Linked DNA regions of Sus scrofa: region 1 is linked to region 2. Evidence: chromatin contacts called from public promoter capture Hi-C data. All regions are on one chromosome and are shown on one strand. Each heading gives the region's core, a stretch centred on a gene start, on an enhancer-like site or on the middle of the called end of the contact. The rest is flanking DNA. Distances are from core to core; before and after follow the strand shown. Region 1 holds the start of ACP6 (lysophosphatidic acid phosphatase type 6). Region 2 holds the start of RNF115 (E3 ubiquitin-protein ligase RNF115).

Region 1 (6,856 bases), core at 917-3,416, 440 kb after region 2:
AGCGAGGCCAGGCATCAAACCTGTGTCCTCATGGATGCTAGTCAGATTCGTTAACCACTGAGCCATGATGGGATCTCCCGCTTTCAGTTTGTAATGCTATCAAGACACACAATCAAACTCTGGGAATGGGCTGGGCCAGGGCAAAAACTGTGACAATGTGCAGTGTGCCACAATGACCCTTCCTGACAGTAGGACATTCAGAAGTTTCTAGTTGGTGAACAAGTTTAGACTCGGTTCAGGAGCCTTTCTCCATAAATGCCCTCACATCTGGCCCAGTTTGACTCAAGGATCGAATTTGAATGATGACAGAACTGGTTGGATGTTGTTAAAAAGAAAACCACAGTTCCCAAATGATGTCACTTGTGCTAAAGCTCAGATACCAAATCCAGCTTTAGTATGTAGGTTTAGTACCTATATCTAATTGCACAAGTAAGGTAATCTCTCACACAGTCCCTTTCAATCATTTCTTTCATTCCCCACCTTCCAAAAGGCAATCTGCATGATAAAACCCTTGCCTCTCCCTTTCTCTGCCCCCCTTCCCAGAAGTCCCAGCCTAAACCATAAACCTTTCTTTTCTTTTATTAGTACCTTCTTGCCCTACCCTCCTCCAGCCTATTAAAAATCTTTCATTTTGTACAACTCTCCCTAGTGCTCTTCTGGTTGCAAGAAGGAATGCTACCCAACTTACAAAGAGTTTAAGCCAATTAAATCTTCAAATTTACTCAGTTGAATTTTTTTTTTTTTTTTTAGGGCCACACTTGAGGCATATGGAAGTTCCCAGCATACAAACAGAGCCACAGCTGCTGGCCTACACCACAGCCATAGTCACAGCCACAGTCACGCAGGATCTGAGCCACGTCTGTGACCTGCACCATAGCTCACTGAAAGGCCAGATTCCCCCACCCACTGAACGAGGCTGGAGATGGAACCCATATCCTCATGGATACTAGTTGGATGTGTTTCTGCTGAGCCACAACAGACACTTCCGATTTTTTTTTTTTTTTTTTTTTTTTGTCTTTTTGCCATTTCTTGGGCCACTCCCGTGGCATATGGAGGTTCCCAGGCTAGGGGTCTAATCGGAGCTGTAGCCACCGGCCTACACCAGAGCCACAGCAACGCGGGATCCGAGCCGCGTCTGCGACCTTCACCACAGCTCACGGCAACGCTGGATCGTTAACCCACTGAACAAGGGCAGGGATCAAACCCTCAACCTCATGGTTCTTAGTCGGATTCGTTAACCACTGCGCCACAAAGGGCGCACAACTTGACTTTTGTCTTGAGATGGACACAGATGGTTTGATTGTGCCCTGTTGGAAAGTTCAGGAACAAAGGCCTGGGGCAGCTGTATATCCATGAAAAACCATACTGGCAAGTGGTTAAGGTTAGCTAAGGTGCTTAGTCTCTGGGACATCTGCAGGCAAGGCTTGGATTTTTTCCTCAAGAAATATTCTGGATGTAAGTAAACACATCAGTGAGCTTGAAGTTCTATAGGTTGGCAAAGATTTAAGCCTCTTTAAACATAGAAGGAGGGGGGAAGTTCCTGCTGTGGCTCAGAGATTAAGAACCTGACTGTTATCCATGAGGATGCAAGTTCCATCCCTGGCCTCACTCAGTGGGTTAAGGATCCTGTGTTGCCTTGAGCTGTGGTGTAGGTCACAGGTGCGGCTAGGATCCTGCGTGGCTGTGGCTGTGGCTTAGGTGGGCAGATACAGCTCCAATTAGACCCCTAGCCTGAAACTTCCATATGCCGTGACTACGGCCCTGAAAAGAAAAAAAAAAAAAAAAAAAGACAGTAAATGAAAATTATATATAAAGCGCCTAGTGTCGCCCTTTGCAAATATAAGTAGGTGTCTTGTCTCGTTAACTCAGGAACCCCAACTTCCAAGACTACAAGGAAGTCTTCTACACTCCCTAGGCTCAAAAATAGATCCTTTCCACTACCCAATCCTACCCATCTTCACGTTTTCCTACCCTAATTGCCCGACAAACTCGCGGATTCACTCCCACACACTGAAAACCTAGTCCTGGAGAGTTCCAACGAGCCGGCTTCAGGGGCGAGGCCTTCTGCCCAATGCGGAGGAAAATACCTCCCAGGGAGGGCCCGCGGCGCGCAGCCTTGTGGGAGTTGTAGTTCTAGGAACTCAGAGCCCCCGGACAGACGTCACCGCGGGACTCGTTTCCCGTGCTCCTCGGCGCGGGTCCACTTGGGGCAGGTTCCTGAGTGGGTGAGATAACGAGTGGAAGCTTATAGAAAAGTGGAGTCACTGCAGTCGAGGAACTCACGGCTGGTTCCTGTCATTTAAAGAATACTAGACGCCAAACTTGCAATACAAGTTTAAGGGCGAAAGATGAGCTAAGCTCCCGCCTGTCCATTTTGCGGCAGCAGCGGCCAAGCCCGACCCGGGTTAAAATTCCCGGGGAGTCTTCGCTGCTCACAGCTCCTCTTCTTACTCCACTCTCCCACTCGGGGTCCCCTTCAGGGCTGGGAGTCTCAGCGGTCTCAGATTGGTGTCGGGGGTGGGCGGATGTGCTCTCCCGCCGACTCCCGGGAACTTGGGGGAGGCCGCTGAGCCCCGTCGCCCGCGGAAGACTTGCGTTCGCTTTCTGCACCCTCACCCGGGAGGGCAACCCAGGGGATTCCACCATGATCTCCGGTCTCTTCAGGGTGCGCCTGTGGGCCCCAGTGGGCGTCTTCACGTCGCTGGTACATTGTCTCCACCAGCGGCGGGTGGCCCTGGCCGAGCTGCGGGGGGCGGACGACCAAAAGGCAGTCGACCAAAGCTTGCTGGAGCTGAAAATGGTGCAAGTCGTGTTTCGACACGGGGCGCGGAGTCCTCTCAAGCCGCTCCCGCAGGAGGAGCAGGTGAGAAATCGGCGGGGCTGATGGAGGCAAGGACTGTGTGGCCAAGCCGTGGCGGGCCAGGCACTTCGCCCCAACACGAGCTTTTGGAATTTTATTCTCATGCAGCGGGGGTTCGGACTGGGTCCAGATGAACGGAAGATAGTTTGAACAAAGGTGCTGGTGCCCTCTGTCCCCAGCCCTCTGGGGCCCTCTGATTGTAGGGCAGTCCTGGGAACTTAAAGTTATGTCCCTGATGGCTGTGATGTATAGCACAGCCTCCTGAAGTGTGTATAAATCGCCTAGGAATCTTGTTAAAATGCAGATTCTGATTCAGCAGGTGCTGGATAGGGCCTGAGATTCTGCATTCTAATAAGTATTTGCGTGAACTTGAGTACAAGTGACTTGTGTGACCATTTTGACAATTTGTCAGAGAGTGAGTTGCAAGGAACTTTGTGACAGGAACAACCCTAACTGAAATAAGAGTGGATAACAGAGGTTAATATCTTTGGGAATAGATTTTACTTCAGCCTTCTCTCAGGGTTTGCTGGAGACCATTTGCGATCCCTTGAATCAGGTTCTTCGGTAACAAGTGCTGTATCTTGAGGCTCATTTTGGGCTTCTAAATCTATTGTACAAGGAATCAGAGGTAGAAAAAAAATTAAAAAGTATTAGTCTTGTGGCTTTGTTTTGAAATGTGCCTGATTTTGGTCAGGATAATTATGATTAAAACACAAATTGTTTTTAAGATGATTATGTTTTCTGGATTTGATTCTTGGGGAAAGCCAGTAAAGATCTCTTGGCCTTTCATAGCAGCAGGCCTGGAGTTAAATAATTGTCTTCCTATTGAAGATAAATAGGCAATCTGAAATCCCCAGGCATCTAGGTGTCAAACTTACCTGTGAGGTGTTTTTGCTTTGTTGCTTCTCCAGGTTGATGTTGGGGCAAGTTCAACAAGATATCCAGACGTAATATTGGATATACTCATGATGATAGTTGCTTTAAGAAACCCTTAGAGTTGTGTCCTCCCATTGTACAACCAAAAATCCAATTTTTAAAGCTGGCTGCACATGAAATCAGACCTCTACAGCACTTCCCATGTACATAAATAAATTTTGGTCTGCACTTTATTCTATTATCAGGTTTCTAGTTAGCTTTATACCAAATTCTTTATGGTACCAGAATTCCTTCCCTTGTCTTTCCCTTCCTTCTTTCTTTTCTTTTTCTTTTCCTTTTCCCTTCCTTCCTTCCTCTCTCTCTTTCTCTTCCTTTCTTCCTACCTTTCTTTCTTTCTTTCTTAGATGCTTGGATCTTTTCTCAGTCCCTTACTTTGCCTTTTATATTAGGTCATGAAATTTTCCTTACGGTTTTGTGCCTCGCCTGTCTCTTGTGTACTCCCCTTTCTTCTCCATTTATTCTCTGTGTAGAAAGGCTATATGAAAAAATAACATATAGGAATAGAAGACAAAGTTATCAGTGGTAGCAGAGAATAAAAGTCTGACTGTCTATGCCTGGACCTCCTATGTATAGTATATGTACTCCCTTCCGGGGAAAATGATTTAGATTCTTTTGGGGCCTTCTCCTGAGCCACAGGGTGTGTGATGGATATCTTCTGCCTTTATGTTAGAAGGGGCAGTTGTAGCTCAGGTAGAATGTCAGCTTCATTTGTCTTTTTTAGTTACAAAATATAGAGCATCTGAGTTCTCAGTTTCATTTTGCAGTTAGGTAGGGCACATTACCCTTCTTGCCTGCTCACATTCTCCAGACTTTAGGAAGATGCATTAAAAATCTTTGATTATCTTGTATAAAGTCTTGTGCATAAAAGTTGGTGTAGAACCAACTCTTGTTCAACTTAGACTGTGAGTAGTTTCTGAATGTTCTTGTTCAGGTTTTTTGTTTTTTTGTTTTTTTCAGGCTCCAATTTGATAAAGGTTGTTAATGAGATTTTCTAATCTTCCTGGTTCTGGTATTAATTATACTCAGTAAGGCAACAATTCTAAAACTAAAATTGCCTTCGATAGAGGTTTCCAGGCTTCTGACTGGTTGATAGATGAACATATGTGACAAGTCACTCCATTCAGTTATCTCACAAATCCTCAGAAAATATTATTTTTTAAAACTAGATGTTTTACTGAGTTGTTTTCTTATGGCTTGAATGGTTGTGGAATTAAACTGACTTCATCAGAGTATTGTATCTTTGCCCCGGAAATAAAGCTCTGATGGAGTTCCCGTTCTGACTAGTATCCATGAGGAAGTGGGTTAGATCCCTGGCCTCACTCAGGGGGTCAGAGATCCGGTGTTGCTGTGAGCTGTGGTGTAGGTTGCAGACATGGCTCAGAGCTGGCATTGCTATGGCTGTGGCATAGGCCAGCAGCTGTAGCTTGGATTCAACTCCTAGCCTGGGAACTTCCGTATGCTGCAGATACAGCCCTAAAAAGGGGGGAAAAAAAAAGTAAAGCTCTGGAACTTGATTGGCCATTTTTTCTGATCATTACATTAGATCCAAGTAAACTTTCAAAAGATACATTTGGCCCTGCTCTCAGATTGCCCTCAGCTCCTCTCTATATGATGGTAAGATGGCCCCCAACCCAGGCAGATTCCTGTTTTTATAAAATAAAATCCAACCACCCTAGCACCACTGTTCATGAAGACATGTGGGTCCATATTTGTTTGATAGTGCAGATGAGCTGGAAAGAATGATGCCAGATGGGCTGGAAGGGATAATATCAGTCTCATTATTGATTAATACTTATCCAAACTCAGCTAAAAGAAGCAGTTTTCAGAAAGAATTACATGAAGGATATGCCAGTTGGTCCATTCATCCCTGTGCAGTGGTGGTTCTTAATCTTGGTGGGACATTGGACTCAACTGGGGAGCTTTAAAAAATACAGATGCCTAGGTCTCTCTCCCAGAGCTTCTGATTTAATTGGCCCATAGCATTCACACTCTGGTGCAGCTTTAGAATTCTCTGGACTGGATAGCTTTAGAAACGCTGAGGCCCAGGAGATTTGGAGGTTATTAGCCCAGGTAGGGGCTCAGACATGGGTAAGTCTTTAAAAAGTTCCCAGTGATACTAGTGTACAAAGTTTCAAATCATTAGTTTATTCTCAAATCTACACCTGGAAGTTTTTGTTTACTTTTATGTAGATTTTTTTCCCCCTTTTACCTGGAGTGTAGCTTATGGATCCAGTATAGTATTGTCTTCACAGAAACGTGCTATGTTGAGGGAACAGTGAGAAACAATCTCACAGAACTCATTGCTGTGACTACTGCAAAGATGTTCATTATATTACTCTATCCACTTTATGAGGACCCTTGGGAGGAATTTGCCTCTTAGCATGAGAAATGGTATGCTTCTCCTAAACAGTCGGCTTGCTTTTATCTAGCTGATCAAGTTTCTCCTTTTACATAAAAGCCAGAAAGCTGAATGCTGATCTTTTGGCCCATCTACAGGAAATATATGGATCTTCACAGTATGCATTTTTGAGAAAGTTTATGACCGTATCCATTTTTTTTTTTTTTGCCCCTGTGCTCATTTGCTTTTGTCTCTCTTGCCTACTTAGAATTGGTTATCTTACTATAGTTTAGGTATTGCTATCACCTAAGTTAGTTCTTGAAAATGGAGTATGAATAAATAAATAAAATTATAAAGTTAATCTTTGCCACTAACTCTGGACCTGAAAAGCAGGAACAAGAAGCGAGCTGAGGGAGTTCTCATTGTGGCTCAGTGGTTAACAAATCTGACTAGGAACCATGAGGCTGTGGGTTCGATCCCTGGCCTTGCTCAGTGGGTTAACGATCCGGCGTTGCCGTGAGCTGTGGTGTAGGTTGCAGACGCGGCTTGGATCCCACGTTGCTGTGGCTCTGGTGTAGGCCAGTGGCTACAGCTTTGATTAGACCCCCAGCCTGGGAACCTCCACATGCCGAGGGATCGGCCCTAGAAAAGGCAAAAAGACGAAAAAACAAACAAACAAAAGAAGCAAGCTGAAAGAAGACGCAGAGGAATCAGTGGTCTGA
Region 2 (6,136 bases), core at 423-2,922:
TTTTTTAACCTAGAGAGGACACAAAAGAAAGAGAAAAAAAAATTGGAAAATGCAGTTCATTATTGTTGGCAATTTCTGTCCAACAATTTACTAAACTTCAGGAGATGGCTGGAACCTCCGTGCATCTTCTCTCTCTCCATTGGAATAGCTGTTAAGAATCGCATTGTTCATCTTATGAAGAAATCAGGAGGATTCCTAGCTCATATTTCCTCTGATCTTTATCTTACAAAGTACAACTTACTTGCTCTCTGTTACTGCCATTCCTTAAAGGTAGTGCTGAAATTAATAGACTCATCATGCATGAATGAAGTATGGCAAATGAAAAGCACAGGTTTGCCTAAGAAGCCACAGTGAGCCAGATCGCTTTGAGAAGCAGAACCTTAGGCACTATGTCTCATCCTCTCTCCCTCCCAATGACACTGTTCTGATCTCAGTGTAGCTCTCTTTTGTATTTTGTGGGGTGGGGAGTAGTAATATTCAAGGGTAGGTAAAGGAAACTAATGAAATAAAAGCAAATTAGTGTGATCCAAACATACCTGATCCAGCGATGTTCTTGTGTCATGGGCAATAACTCTTAGTGGCTGGCTGCCAGTTCTGATTAGGTGGACTCCAATTTTTTCTACAATCTCTCCAAAATGCTCTTGCAGCAATAAAGAACACAGTTTAATTTCTGCTTGAGTCATTGTACTGAGAAGTCTCAGACCTGAGAAAAGAAAAGAAAAGAAAAGAAAAAATAGCACGATGGGAAGTTTTTCTTTTATGTTGGAGTAGAGCTGCTAAGTGTAAATTCATGTACTTTTTGGAGGGCAACTTGACAGTAGATACGTCAAAAGCCTTAAAATCTTGCATATCTTTGACCTAATACTTTTGCTTTGGCTATTTTGTTTCAAGCGAATAATAATGATGTCACTTTAGAATACTGACATTCCAGAAACAATATAATATCTAACAATACGGGATTATTTCAATAAATTATGGTAGACTCATACAATGGCATACTACGTCTATGTTTACAATGAAGTGTAACATGTATTAGTGTACAAAATTGTTCATTAAGTGAAAGAAGCAGGTTACAAAGCAAAATGTAGAAGAAACTTAAATTATTGTGAAAAAAAAACCCCCTTTTTTCTTATAGGTATAAGAAAAAAAAGACTGCAAGACAATATATCAAACTTATCCTTATGGGATGTACGAGTCCAATTTTCTTTAAATATCGTGTGTAGATGATTTTATTTGGAGGAATTAAGGACACTATTCACAGCCTATTGGGAGTGAACAGGAAGTGTCATTCCCAATCCGTAAGAAATGACAACTTTGCAAAATAAATTAGGAGCGTCTCAACAGAGTGTTTCAAACAACAGATGAAGCATGTTGTTGGCAGGGCAGTATTCTGAAATTTCTACTCCTTGACAAAGTAGACACAAAAAGAAACAAACATAGTTGACTATAAAATCACTTGTTGTCATAAGTGCTACCACACACTGGTCTGTTCATTTATTTCTCCCAATCCCTCAGAAGCCAAGACTGTGTCTTTCAGTCTCAGTATTCCCACTCACAGGTCTTTGGGGAAGTATCCCCAGACCATCTGCCATCCTTGATAAGGATTTCCAAGGAACCTGGCTCCTGATTCTACACTTCCTTCCCCCAGGTTCCGGTTCCGGACTGGGTCCCTGGGTCTAGAGAAACGGCCTCATTCAGACCGCATTTTCCACTAACCTCTGGGTCAATGCAATCTAAAGCCGCCGCCGACCTCGTGCGGCTCCAGCCAGCGGCTCGAGCAGAAGGCACCCCAAGGCCCTTTTGCGCAGGAGCCCGGCCAACGAGGAGGGTCAGCAAAGAGGAAAAACGTGTGCCGCTCTACCCCAGCGTTTCGGTGGTTTCCGGGGACGCTCTTGCTTCCTTCTCGCTGGGAGGTTGGAGGACCGGCGAGGGGTGTTAGAGGAGCCGGCGGGAGGGCAGCGCCGGACGGACTCTCCTTCCTGTAGCTCTTTGGTGCCGGGAGGCGGGCCGTGGGGTCGCCGTCCTCGCCGACGCCTTGTGGGCCGGGCGGGCTCACGTGACCCGCGCGGACTCTGGAGCGGCCAGCTGCGCTGAAGAAGCGGCGGCGGCGGAGGCAGAGGCGTCTCTTGTAGCCGGGAGGTAGCGGCCTGGGGAGCGACGGGCCGGCTGCCCTCTCGGACGGCGGCGCCGGGAGAGAAAAATGGCGGAGGCCTCGGCGGCCGGGGCCGGCGCAGGCGCCGCTGTTGCCGCGCACCGGTTTTTCTGCCACTTTTGCAAGGGCGAGGTCAGCCCCAAACTACCGGTAAGAGTGTGTGTCCTCTGCACGCCAGCGTCCGCGTGGGTTCCTCGTCCGGATGTCCCAGAACGGCGCTTAGGCTTCCCGCACAGCCCCGACTCCCCTGACATGGGTATCCCAGGTACCTGCTGCCCACTGTCTCCTAAACCCCGGGCGTCCGGGCTGTGTGGCTCAGTAACTCCCGCCCAGCCTTTTTTCCATTCGGATGCTCCACCTGTCCCTCACTCTTTCCCCTTTTTACCTGCCCTCTATTATTTTTTTTTTCCTGGTTTTCCTTAGCAAGTTTTCTGCTGACCCCCTCCTCTCCGTTTTCTTACATTCTTCTTCACCTTGTCTCTTTCCACAATGACCTCCCCCCCCCTTCCGCTGTTGCTTCTCATCTTTATTTCCTTTTCCACTTTTCATCAGATCTCCCCTTCCACTATCCTCATTGAAGCAATATAGCGGATTGCTGAGGATTGTCTTTATTCATTGTCTCTAGGGAAGGAGGGAAGAAAGCGGGGCGGGGGGGGGAGGGAGGGTTGGAAGGTAACTGGGCAGAGAGGGGGATTTTACTCTTCAGGGGTTTCCAGCGTTCTTGTGAAAGTGAAAACAGCGGTGTACTAATGACTTGCGGACTGCGATCCCAATCACTGTCGAAGGAAATGGCTTTAGGAAGAAGGCAGAACATATTCTTTCAACTCTCTTATTTTGGTTGTCATGCTGCCAGTATCTTTAGCACCACCTGCCTTACCCGCCCCTCCTTCCCCTCCCCCATTCTCTCTCTTCACTTAGTGAGAAGATCTAGGACAGAATGTTGGGGACTGCATCCTCTGACGTAAAATTGGTTTTCGTCAGTTTCTGCCAGACTGTGTTAGCCCCTAGAGAGGTAGTGCTGTTGGCTGTGGAAAAAAAGTGCTTCTGCAGCATGCTTGCCAGCTATTGCACCCCAAGCCCAGAGGCTGTTTTAGGTTGAGTTACTACTGCAGGGAGATCCACCAGGGTGAATGTTAATCCTACCTTTGGCCAACCATCTTTAGAACTAGTTATGGTTGTTCTTTTCCTTAGAAGTATCTTTGTTCAGCCTTAAGAGGGTGTCTGTGTAACTACTTATCTCAGTGTTTATAGTGTCTCAGATACAATCTGTGAGAAAGCCTATTAAAGTGTGTCTCTGTGTCTTAGTTCTTAGAAACACCAGTGGAGTCCAGTGAAAAGTGCCTAAACAGTATTTTAGCCTTTTCACTTGAGTTGTGCTTTTTCAGGCTTTTGCTGTATTTTCTTTCTTCTCTATTTGCCCCACCCCTAACTTCATGGTCGTAGTTTCATCTACACGCTCTTTTAGTTTTGCTTGGATGATTTGGCTGTGTGTCTGTGTCTGTGTGCTTTTTGCTATACTTCAGTGCTGAGAAGAGCAGGTGCCGTGGCTTGTTTGTTTGTTTGTTTGTTTTTCCAGTGGACATTGGAGGCTCCAGAACTCTTCCTTACCACAGAGAGGGAGTCTGGAATTCAGCCAGTGCATGTGTGATGAGTGACATGTTGAATGTGATGCCCTAATGAACAGTGAGGCCTTGGCTATTCTGATCTTTAAGTTGCTGTTCACCGTTTGCCTTTGAGAGTGAGAAAACAGTCTAACTTTCCTCCACTTACTGTATCTTTTCTCCCTACCATCTCAAGTCCTCACTTCAAAGTGCTCTTGAAAAGGGCTCATTTGAAAGACTTTTTAGGTGTTTTTCTAAGCCTTAGTTTGATGCCTGGAGGAGAAGTCATTGATCTTTCTAGTCTGATTTATTATCTGTCATGCCTGATTTGTAAATTGAGGCATAACACTTTTAAGTGTAACGGAATACTTCCCTGCAGACATACAAGGTTCTCAACTGAAGGTCCTGGAGGTAATACTGAGGAATATATGGTTTCTGCTCTTAAGCACCTCACAGTATTGTTAAAAGTAATAACCAAGGTGAATGAGGATGGATAATATGTGCTTTAGAATTCAGAGGGAGGTGTTGGTGATATGAGGTTGGGAAGAAGTGACAAACAAAATGTGATTTAAATTTGAGTTTTTTTTTGTTTTTTTTTTTTTTTTTCTGCGTCCAAGGTGTGTGGAAATTCCCTGACCAGGGATCTAACCTGTGCCACAGCAGTGACAATGCCAAATCCTTAACTGCTGGGCCACTAGGGAACTCCTAAATTGAGTTTTGAAGGATAGGTAGAATTCAGATTGAGGACAATAGCATAGACCGAGTTAGAAAAGGAAGAGTGAGTTGAGGAAGAAAGGAGAAACCTTTAGTAAATCATTGTTGCTATGCATATTTATTTATTTATTTATTTATTTATTGCCTTGCCATCTTGAAAATGTCATCTTAAAAATGTTGGTTGTAAGAATGATCAGGTTAGTAAGTGGCTGATTCAGTATATCTCTTTCTCTGCTTCTGAAAAACCAACTCAACACTGGTTAGTCAGTAATGATTTTTGTGTATGTAGGACAACACTGAAGAGGGCTTTTTTTTTTTTTTTTTTTTTTTTTTTTGCCTTTTTTTGTCTTTTTAGGACCATACCCGTGACATATGGAAGTTCCCAGGCTAGGGGTCCAGTCGGAGCTGTAGCTGTCAGCCTATGCCACAGCCACAGCAACGCAGGATATGAGCTGAGTCTGCAACCTACACCATAGCTCATCGCAACGCCAGATCCTTAACCCACTAAGTGAGACCAGGAATCAAACCCGAGTCCTCATGGATCCTAGTCAGGTTCGTTAACCACTGAGCCATGATGGGAACTCTGAAAAGTTTTAAAAATAATTTTTTTTTTTTTTTTTGGCCACACCTGTGGCATGCGGAAGTTCCAGTACCAGGGATCAAACCCTCTCCACTGCAGCAACCTGAGCCACTGCAGTGACAACACTGTAACCTGCTGAGCCACCAGGTAACTCCTTAATAATATTTTTTTGGTATAACTTGAGATTCCTTCATTGTAAGTATGCAGCATACATTAGGTATGCATTGTTTCTTGTGCTGGATCAGTGTTGGGTGAAACCTGGTTGTCTTTCTGTGGATAGCCAGACCTAGGCTATCTAGAATGAAGTTTTTCTTGTCTGGAGTTAATTTACATCTCAAGGAGGTACTTAACTCTGGTGGTCACTAGATCCCTTACCCATGAGTGTTGTCCTTTGGGAGCACCAGAGGCTGGCATTGAATTTTACATCCGCTCTTCATGAGCTGTCACTGGGTAGGTTTCTTCACCCAGTCAGTGGGAGGGGACTGCTTCGGAGCCCTCTCATCTCTGGCCAATTTACTCACCACATAGAGTTGTAATTGTGTTCTGTGGCACTAGGTTGCAAGGTTTTACAACTCTTATTTCTTCTCTCCCTTCCCCGTTCTCTAGGTTATAGCACCTCCTGATACATTCAGAAGTATGTGCAGGCAATAACAGTAGCTTGCTCAGCGTTCATCCCTGAAACGGTTTTTGTTTATTGTTTTTCTTGTCACTCCTACTCCTCTGAAAGATTCATATTAGCTAACTTTAATGTCTGCGTTAAAAAAATAATTTTGGTTATAACTTCTGAGAGCGGTAGAGTTATGTCTAATGCTTTGTAGGTTTAGCTGCAACGAGAACTCCCTAAACTTGGACTTTAAAAGAAGAGATTTGGGAGTTCCTGTCATGGCTCAGTGGAGACGAAGCTGACTCGAATCCATGAGGACACAGGTTTGATCCCTGGCCTCACTCAGTGGTGACTCCTAGTCTGGGAACCTCCACATGCTTCCAGTGTGGCCCTAAAAAGAAAAAAAAAAAAAAAAGAGATTTTGATTATATGGTCTGAAACCCTTTACCCTTTTGTTTCAAGTTTGTATATAATTGGGTAAAATG

The links. Promoter capture Hi-C pulls out the DNA fragments that hold promoters and counts their contacts.
Region 1: a promoter capture Hi-C map of liver shows a contact between it and region 2, with 6 times the contacts expected there. The contact joins the promoter of ACP6 here to the promoter of RNF115 in region 2. A contact is called at or near these places in 1 of 5 promoter capture datasets (liver) and 1 of 47 Hi-C or Micro-C datasets (embryonic fibroblasts).

What each region holds. Positions count from the first base shown.
Region 1 is chr4:99,928,177-99,935,032 of Sscrofa11.1, forward strand. It overlaps ACP6 (lysophosphatidic acid phosphatase type 6), which reads left to right and starts at 2,167. Exons shown (of 10, transcript XM_001928346.6): 1 at 2,167-2,863. The coding sequence starts at 2,645.
Region 2 is chr4:99,491,500-99,497,635 of Sscrofa11.1, forward strand. It overlaps RNF115 (E3 ubiquitin-protein ligase RNF115), which reads left to right and starts at 1,673. Exons shown (of 9, transcript XM_003481472.4): 1 at 1,673-2,302. The coding sequence starts at 2,201. It overlaps POLR3C (DNA-directed RNA polymerase III subunit RPC3), which reads right to left and starts at 2,638. Exons shown (of 15, transcript XM_021089946.1): 1 at 1,717-2,638; 2 at 537-703; 3 at 1-9. The coding sequence starts at 683.